2 separate regions of the Rattus norvegicus genome follow, and region 1 is linked to region 2. Evidence: chromatin contacts called from public Hi-C data. All regions are on one chromosome and are shown on one strand. The core of a region is the stretch at or near the end of the contact, and the rest is flanking DNA. Distances in the headings are between cores, read along the strand shown.

Region 1 (4,794 bases), core at 1,996-4,495, 120 kb after region 2:
GCGGGCATATCTTACTCTGTCAAATCTTTCTCTGGTTCATCACTTTTTCTGCCACTCAGTTACACATCACTTTCAAACACGGCTGCTTCCTTCTACAAACTAACTTTACCTTCATTGTTTGGGACTAAAGGCGAGTACCAAGGGCATTCTAGCCAGAGAGATTAAAGTTGTATGCTAAGGGCTGAGTCACACCACAGCTAGAAACAGATTTTTTTTTCAGTAAATAACACAATCTTGGAGTTCACAATGTGATCAAATATCCTGCAGCAATAGGCAGTTGTGAGCTGCCCAATCTGGGTGGAGGGAATTGAACTCTGGTCCTCTGAAAGAACAGTATGTACTCTTAGACACTGAGCCATCTTTCTGTGCCTTTATTTATTGTAGAAATAGGGAATTATGTATCCCAGGCGGTTCCAGTAAGTAATTAGGATGATCGTGACGCTCTCCTGCCTCCACCTCCTGGGATCACAAATGTGTACACCAGACATTATTGTCTCCAGTGCTGGGGACCGAAGCCCAGGGTTTCATGCATGTGAAGCAAAGTTTCTACCAACTGAGCTATGTCCCCAGCTCACCAGATGACAATGTGGTGCGTGATTGTGCCTGTCATATGTGTGAGATGTGCACATGCCACGGTGTACATGTGGAGGTCAAAGGACAGGCTTGTATATTGGTCTTGTTATCCATCTTGACAGAATCTCTTGCAGTTCACTGTCAGATTAGCTGGTCCTGCAAGCTTCCAGGAATTCTCGGGTTGGGTTTCTCTTATCTTCTTGGGACCACCGAGATTACAGATGCATACAGATGCTTCTAGGTTTTACCTGGGTTTAGGGAATCCAAACTCAAGCCCTCAGGCATCCCACTGAGCCATCTCCACAGACCTCAGTTTGTGACTTTTTTTTTTTTTTTTTTTTTTGGCTGTTTGTTTGAAACGGTCTCACTAAGTAGCCTTGGTTGCCTGGAGCATGCAACATAGACCAGACTGTCCTCAAATTCACAGAGACCCGCCTGCCTCTGCTTCTTAAGTGCCAGGATTGAACGTATGTGCCTCCACAACCTGCTCTCAGCTTGCAATTTTTAGAAGTACCCTTTTATTTTTTTTATTTTTATTTTTATTTTTTTTGAGCTGGGGACCAAACCCAGGGCTTTGCGCTTCCTAGGTAAGCGCTCTACCACTGAGCTAAATCCCCAGCCCCTATTTTTTCTTTTCTATTTTTCGGAGCTGGGGACTGAACCCAGGGCCTTGCGCTTGCTAGGCAAGCGCTCTGCCACTGAGCTAAATCCCCAACCCCTAGAAGTACCCTTTTATTTTCTTGGTTTTGAACTTTTGAGATGGAGCCTCAGGATGCAGCCCTGGCTATCCTGAAACGCCATAAGTAGGCCTGGCTTTCATGGAACTTGCAACCACCACCCCTGCCTCTGAGTCATGTGTGCAAGGGTCACACTATTGTAGGTAGCCATGCCTAGTTTTTTTTTTCAAGATTTATTTATTTATTATATATGAGTACATTGTAGCTGTCTTCTGAGACACCAGAAGAGGGCATCAGATCTCATTACAGATGGTTGTGAACCACCATGTGGTTGCTGGGAATTGAACTCAGGACCTCTGGAAGAGCAGTCAGTGCTCTTAACCTCTGAGCCATCTCTCCAGCCCCCATGCCTAGTTTTTAAAGTTATCATTTTTGCCAGACATGGTGGCATATGCTTTAACCCCAGCAATTAGAAGACAGAGGTAGGTGGATCTTCTGTAGCTGGGCAAGGTTTCCAGTGGCGGGACTGTGTCACATTTGATTGGTTGTTGGTCAAGAAGTTCTTGTGGAGATCCCTAAACATTGCAGGCTGATGCTAGGACAGAGGCGCTCTCTCTCTCTCTCTCTCTCTCTCTCTCTCTCTCTCTCTCTGAAAATTATCAGTGGGGCCCCATTGCTGAGGACGACTTCCACACAGCTCATTGAACATAGAGAGGTCAAGCTGGTGCAGGCTGGGAGCCTTCACCCCTACATTGGCACAGGAAGGTACTCTGCAGGCTACAGGAAGAGAAACCTGGACACCATCTCAGCCACAAACCCCTCTACCTACAACCTGTCCTGCCTGCAAGATGTCCTGGGGCATAGAACTTATAGGACAGCCTGCCAATGTTAGGTTTAACTTGAGACCCATGCTAGGAGAGGGAGTCCATGCCCTACACTGTTTGGATAGCCCAGAACCCAGGGTAGATCCAAATATGACTGATCAAAAAAAAAAAATCAATGAAATTATTCCTGGTGATACTCGGCTCTACTCAGATCGGTGCCTTGCCCAGTCACTGTCATCAGAGAAGTTGCCTCTTGCAACAGACAGGAGCAGAGACCACAGAGACTTTATGCAGGGAGAATAAATGGAAGGTTAGCTTCTCCCTTTGGAGATCAGGGAACCCTATGGAAGTAGAGGAGGTGTCAGGGGATGGAGGACACCAGGAGAACATGGCCCACAGAATCCAGTGAGCAGGGCTTACCCAGGCTCAGAGTCTGAAACGAAAACACTGGGCCTGCATGAGTCTACATCAGGTCCTCTGCGGTATGCTATATGGTATGGCTGTTAGCTTGGTGTTTTTATGAGACTCTCAACAGTGGGAGCAGGGGTAGCTCTAACCCTCTGGCCTGGTCCTGAGACTCTTTCTCCTATGGCGTTGCCTTATCCAGTGTCAATACAAGGGCTTTTGCATGCCTTATTGTATCTTGTTTTGCCCTGTGTGGTTATCATCTCTTGGAGGTGGCTCTTTTCTGAAGATGAAAAGGAGGGGGAGTGGATCTGGGTAAAGGGGAGGTGGGGGCTGGGGGAAGCTGGGAGAAGTAGAGAGAAGGGAAACCATGGTTGAGATATATTGTATGAGAGAGAAATCTTTTTTCAATTAAAGAAAGAAAGACTATGGCTCTGTTTAACTAAATAAAAATGTAAGAGAACTGTATGTATAACAACACTGAGTTTTTGTGGGAAATATATTTTTGGAGGGCTATGGGAGAAAAATAAACCAAGTACTAGCAGAGTTCTTAGCTGATCCACGGAGCTTGCTCTATTTGTGTAGGTGGTATAATAGGCAGCTTTTTTTTTTTTTTTTTTTTTTTTTTTTGTCACCTTGACACCAGCTAGAGCAATTTTCCCAAGCATGTGAGGGAATTTTTCTTGATCAATGATTGATATGGGAGGGCCCAGTTCAACGTGGGCAGTGCCAACCAACGGCAGGTGACTCTGAGGTGTATGCGGAAGCAGGCTGAGTAAGCCAGGAACTAACTAGCAAGTCAGTAAACAGCATTTCTTCAGGTCCTGTCTGTAAGAGGAGGTCCCTGTTTCCCTAATTGGTTCTGGATTTGTCAATAAAGAAGGCTAGGGGCCAATCGCTGGGCAGAGGGTACAGGTAGGACTCCTGGTCCCAGCAGGAAAAGAGAGACGCAAAGGACAGAGGCTTTTCTGCCACGCTTTGGAAGAAGAAGGATGCAGCAATCTTGTAAGGCCTTGGGGAGAGCTAAGGCCTGCGGCCACCGCTATGGGCAGGTGGCCAAGGATGTTTAGTAGGGGCTCAGTGGAATAAGCCACTAAGTTTAGGGGGGAAGGAGGGACGGATATAATAAATTGGTAAGGACATGCCTTTCCAGGCGGGAGACATCTGCACCCAACAATTTATGCCTAGTAGGCAAGTTAAAAAAGCAACAAGCTGTGTGTGAGTGTTTTTTATCCATGGATTCAAGGGTCTCAGGTGGGAGCTGGTAGCGCGACCCCTCCCGGAGGAAAGCGGCTGGAACGCTCTCCCAACCCCCAGCAAGGGCGGGTTGAAAGAGAAGCCAGGTTAGGGCTGGCAGTGACGTTCCCGGAGCTAAGCCGGGTAGAACGATAGGAAAGCCGTGAGGGGCTGGTAGGTAGCATAGCAGCTCCCAGGCAAAGGCGGCAGTGATTTTTAAAATTACTCGCAACACCTGTCCTTCAGATCCTGCCTTGTGTTCCCACCCATCGCTCGGTGATGAACTGTGATGTGGAACTATGAATTGAAATAAACCCTTTCCCTTCCCAAGTTGCTTTCCGTCACGGTGTCTTGTCATGGCAATAGAAACCTAGCCAAGACACAATGAATTGGAAGACTCGTGTGAGCCAATCGTATCAAGCCTCTTAGCCATTTAAATGAAAATTACAAAATATTTTGAGGCTCAGCGTGTTTGACTCCTAATTTCTATTCTCTGTGGAACAAAAGCAGGGCATTCTTTTATTGATATGTGTTGCACAATGCATTTTATATTCTCTGATATAAATTCAACACCAATTCATCCGATACATCAATTATGAGCATAAAATTTATCCTGTAACCACAAGCCTCTAACACTGGAGGACTTAGAGGAGTTCTGCTTCCTTTGATGGACGCTGAGCATCCATCCTGTTCTACCTCAGGTTCGCTCTTCAGCTTGTAAGAGAAGTGAGGAATGCTTGTCTTCAATTTAGTGTGAAGACATAGGCTACCTAGTGCATATGTCCCAGTGTGTGTATGTGTGTGCACATGCATGCATGTGGGTGTAGCCCAGAGGTCAATGGTTGATGTCTTATAACTAAGCTTTAAAAAGATTTATTATTGTTTTATTGTTATCATTTTGGTCTTTTGAGACAGGGTTTCTCTGTGTAGCCCTGGCTGCCCTCAAACTCACATGGGTCCGCCTGTCTCTTCCTTTCGAGTGCTGGGATTAAAGTTGTGCGTTATCCTCTTTGGCAATGTATTATTTCTATTTTATGTCTTTGTTTTGTCTGCATATATGTCTGTGTACCAGTTGCATG
Region 2 (4,644 bases), core at 292-2,791:
TCTCATATAGCCCAGGCTAGCCTCAAACTCACTATGAATCTAATATTAACCCTCTTTAGTGCTAGGATCATAGACATGCACCACCATGCCTAGCCTATAGCAAAGTTTTCCATTGGTGTCTGATTGTTGCAATGAAACATTGGCCCATAATATCAATTGATGTGAGGAAGAACAAGAAAGAGTTTGTAAGATTGAAGGCTTATTAAAAATAAATAGTGATGGGTATGGAAGAGGGGGGAAAGGGGATAGCATTTGAATGTAAATACATAAAATATCCAAGAAAAGTTACAAATAAATAAATAAATAAATAGGGCTACAGAGAAGGCTCAGCGGTTAAGAGCACTGACTCTAGAGGTCCTGAGTTCAATTCCCAGCAACTACATAGTGGCTCACAACCATCTGTAATTGGATCCAATGCCCTCTTCTGGTGTGTCTGAAGACAGTTATATTCATATAAATAAAATAAAGAAAATCTTTAAAAATAAATAAAAATTTAAAAATTTTAAAAATCCTTCATATCTAATAGGGTGAAATGCAGTTTTCTCCCAGTAGGTGGCAGCATGTGAACCACGGTTTAAGCAGGTTCTTCCCACCCCTGTGATTCTTTCAAGGGTAGTGATGATATTGCTGCTATGGTTCTTTGAGACAGCATCTCATATATCCCAGGATGGCCTTGAACTCACTATGGAGCAGAGGATGATGTCATAAATGTCTGAACTTCCTGCCTCCACCTCCCAAGTGCAGGGACACAGGTGTGTACCACAACGGATCCAATGCAGTGTGAGACTCTGAGCACACAATCCCGCTGTGTCTGCTTTCTGAATGCTGGTCTTACAGGCCTGTGCTCCCACCCATCTGAATCGGGTTTTCAGTGAGTCTTGGTGATAAAATCATCACAGTAAACAATCCAAGTATGTCCCAGAGAGCAAGCGATTACAGCATCCACACCCTTATACAAATGATGAGAACCCACACTAAAAAAGAACTTTCGGGGTTGGGGATTTGGCTCAGTGGCAGAGCGCTTGTCTAGGAAGCACAAGGCCCTGGGTTCGGTCCCCAGCTCCGAAAAAAAGAACCAAAAAAAAAAAGAAAAGAAAAGAAAAGAAAAGAAGAACTTTCACAAAAAGGGGGCTGGGGACATAGCTTATTCAGAAGTGCCTACCTCACAAGAATGAGGATTTGAGTTCAGATCCCCAACAACCACATAAAGCCAGGGCATGGCAGTGTTTGTCTATAATCTCAGAGCCAGAATGGGAGGATAGTGACACACAGAGACAGGAGGATCCCCAGAGCTCACTGGCTGGCCACTCTAGCCAATCAGTGAACTCCGAGCTCAGGAAAACTCTGTCTCAAATAAAAGGTAGGAAACTGGGTGGTGGTGACATAAGCCTTTAATCCCAGTAAACACAGGAGGATGGCTGTGAGTTTGAAGCCAGCCTCATCTACATAGTGAATTCCAGAACAGCCAGAGCTGTTACACAGAGAAACCGTGTCTCAATACTCCTCCCCCACCTCCCAAAAAAGGTAGGGTGAAATAGAAAACACCCAACACTGACCTTTGTCCCCCTACATGCATGTGTGCACAAGCAGGCACTCGCACACAAGCTACATGCAGTGGTAAATAATATGAATAAATAAACACATAGCAGAAAATGTACCACATGTCACACACAGGTGAAGCAGCTACTTGAGTTCAAGGAATTATTCTCAAGAGTGAACAAGGCCACAGGACAGGTGCTCCGTGATGTAGGACTCTCACTATCTCCAGCACCATGTCTGCCTGCAGGCTGCCTTGCTTCCTGCCATGACGATAATGGACTGAACCCAATTAAATGTTGTCCCTTATAAGAGTTGCTTTGGTCATGATGTCTGTCCACAGCAGTAAAACCCTAATAAGAGAGCCATATAAAGCAGGAATAGTGGCACAAGTCTGTGATCCCAACGCAGTTCAAATACTGAAGGTCATCCTCAGTTACACAGCAACTCTGAGACCAGGCTGCCTGCCAAAGACAGCCTGCCCAAAGGAGAGGGACAGAAAGGAGAAACCCGGGGACTGGAAAGACACCAGCACCCGGGAACCAGTTACAGCTCCTGCTGTCTGAGTCAAAGCCTCATAACTGACAGAATCAAGATTGCCTACAAGACTCCTTGTCCCAAAGGCATCTCAAACGAGGACATTAAAGCCAAAAGTGGGGGTTGGGCATGGTGGTGCACGCCTTTCGTCCAGCACTCGGGAAGCTGAGCCAGGCTAGACTGGTCTTTGTGTGAAGAGTTCTACGCTAACCAGGGCTATAGAATGAGATTCTGTGGCTATTAGCCCAAATGCTTGAATTGCCCTAGATGCACAGAACACATGAAACTCAAGATGGATGATCAAAATGCGAATGCTTCACTCATTCTTTAAAAGGGGAACAAGAATACCCTTGGCAGGGAGGCAAAGTTTAAAACAGAGGCAGAAGGAACACCCATTCAGAGCCTGCCCCACATGTGGCCCATACATATACAGCCATCCAATTAGACAAGATGGATGAAGCAAAGAAGTGCAGGCCAACAGGAGCCGGATATAGATCTCTCCTGAGAGACACAGCCAGAATACAGCAAATACAGAGGCGAATGCCAGCAGCAAACCACTGAGAACGGGACCCCCGTTGAAGGAATCTTAGAAAGGACTGGAAGAGCTTGAAGGGGCTCGAGACCCCTTATGAACAACAATGCCAAGCAACCAGAGCTTCCAGGGACTAAGCCCCTACCCAAAGACTATACATGGACTGACCCTGGACTCCAACCTCATAGGTAGCAATGAATATCCTAGTAAGATCACCAGTGGAAGGGGAAGCCCTGGGTCCCGCTAAGACTGAATCCCCAGTGAATGTGATTGTTGTGGGGAGGGTGGTAATGGGGGGAGGATGGAGAGGGGAACAGCCATAGAGAAAGGGAGGGGGAGGGGTTAGGGGAATGTTGGCCCAGAGACACCGGGAAAGGGAATAACAATTGAAATGTAAATAAGAAATACTCAAGTTAATAAAGAAAAAAAAAGAATGAGATTCTGTCTCAAAGAAAAAACAAACAACAGAGGAGACTTCTCAGTTGGGCCTTGAGTTGAATTGTGTCAGCACTGTCTTTCCTCCATAGAAGCAGGGCGTCTGGTAAGTCATCTTACCATTTCATTACACAAAGGGAATTCATTAAGAAAAGAAAAACAGGGGGCTGGGGATTTAGCTCAGTGGTAGAGCGCTTACCTAGGAAGCGCAAGGCCCTGGGTTCGGTCCCCAGCTCCGAAAAAAAGAACCAAGAAAAAAAAAAAAGAAAAGAAAAACAGGGAAACCAGCTCATATTTTCCTATTTGATCTTTAGGTTTGCTTAATCTTTAAATCTGGTTGTAAATGATATCTTTTGAGCAATTTTAACTCTGCAAACCACAGACTCATATATATGTGTATAGATAGATATGATTCTATGGTTTGCATATATATACATAGATATATGTATATGGATATTTATTTATAAGATGTATATCTTATATATAAAATTCCAATATATATTTATTTATAATATATATTTATAAGGTATATATCATATATATAAAAAACTTCAATATGCATATATGGTTGGAGGTACCTAAGACACATGTGCACCCTCCTTCCCTCTCTCCCTTTCTCTATCTCTCACTCTCTTGCTGCCTCTGTCTCTTTTGCTGTCTCTGCGTCTCTGTCTCTCTTCCCCCTCTGTCTCCCTTTCCTTCTCTCTCTCCATCTCTTTCTCTGTCTCCGTGTGCTCTCTCTCCCTTCCTCTACCTCTCTTCTTCTGCCTCTCTGTGTCCTTCTGTCTCTGTGTGGTTCCCTCCCACTTGGTTCTCTCACCTCTCTTGATGCTTCCGTTCCTGTTAAAATCTGAAGCAGGTGCTGCTCTTACCTCTCCTTACTAAGCACTGTGCTGTAATCTGACTCCTGTGATTATTTTCTGCCATGTAGGCTGGGACCTGGCTTTGTCTGAGTGACAGTCCCTAAGGCACAGCTGCTCCACTACAGACAACAGCTGACATGTTAGTGGGCTCCAAGGTTCTCAGCGTGAGTGGATTGAAAGCTGGTCTGACACAGGTCTCCATTTCCCAGGAAGCCCCCAGCTCCTGATTCCCGTCAAAGAAATAGCTTCCCATTAGTAAGTATGATGGCCACCCACCCTCCTTGTATTACACGGTGTGCCTCTGAGCCAGGCAGGGACCATTGACACTTGGGATTTCTTCCAATTCAAAGCTAATCTGGGCTACACAGGGAGCTCCAGTCCAACCAACACTATGCAGTGAGATAGCAAGACCCTGCCTACCATTTTTTAAATGTATATTTGACCTCTTTCTTAGCATCACCATGAGATCCTTTGGGCAATCATTTGGGAGCCCTTGCATTGGAATACGAGGGAAGTGTAGAGATCCTCCACAAAACAGTCAGGAGCCGATCTGATGCAACTTAGAGCAGGGTCTTTATTCTAGCTGGCTTGGGCCCCTCAGCTCACTGATGACCCAATGATACACAGGATGGTTCTGGTGGAGAGAGGAGTCCTGAATATCTATCAATCTATCAGGGCAAGGCTTTATAGTGAGCAGCAAGTGGGGGAAGTGCAAGCATCTGATTGGAAAGCTCTGTGGCC

The links. A called contact is a pair of places that touch in the nucleus more often than the background predicts.
Region 1: a Hi-C map of kidney shows a contact between it and region 2, with 6 times the contacts expected there. The contact joins two enhancer-like sites. A contact is called at or near these places in 11 of 12 Hi-C or Micro-C datasets (the A7r5 cell line, the Rat2 cell line, Schwann cells and 6 more).

Annotation. Positions count from the first base shown.
Region 1 is chr4:106,017,621-106,022,414 of GRCr8, forward strand. No RefSeq gene overlaps it. Among named protein-coding and RNA genes, the nearest start is that of Ggcx, 7.9 kb to the right of the region's middle. Within about 2 kb of position 3,246, at least 22 of the 93 cell types and tissues checked have an H3K27ac peak or open chromatin away from gene starts, as enhancers often do. A contact at or near this core is called in kidney, where this site is marked.
Region 2 is chr4:105,895,515-105,900,158 of GRCr8, forward strand. No RefSeq gene overlaps it. Among named protein-coding and RNA genes, the nearest start is that of Sftpb, 20 kb to the right of the region's middle. Within about 2 kb of position 1,542, at least 5 of the 93 cell types and tissues checked have an H3K27ac peak or open chromatin away from gene starts, as enhancers often do. A contact at or near this core is called in kidney, where this site is marked.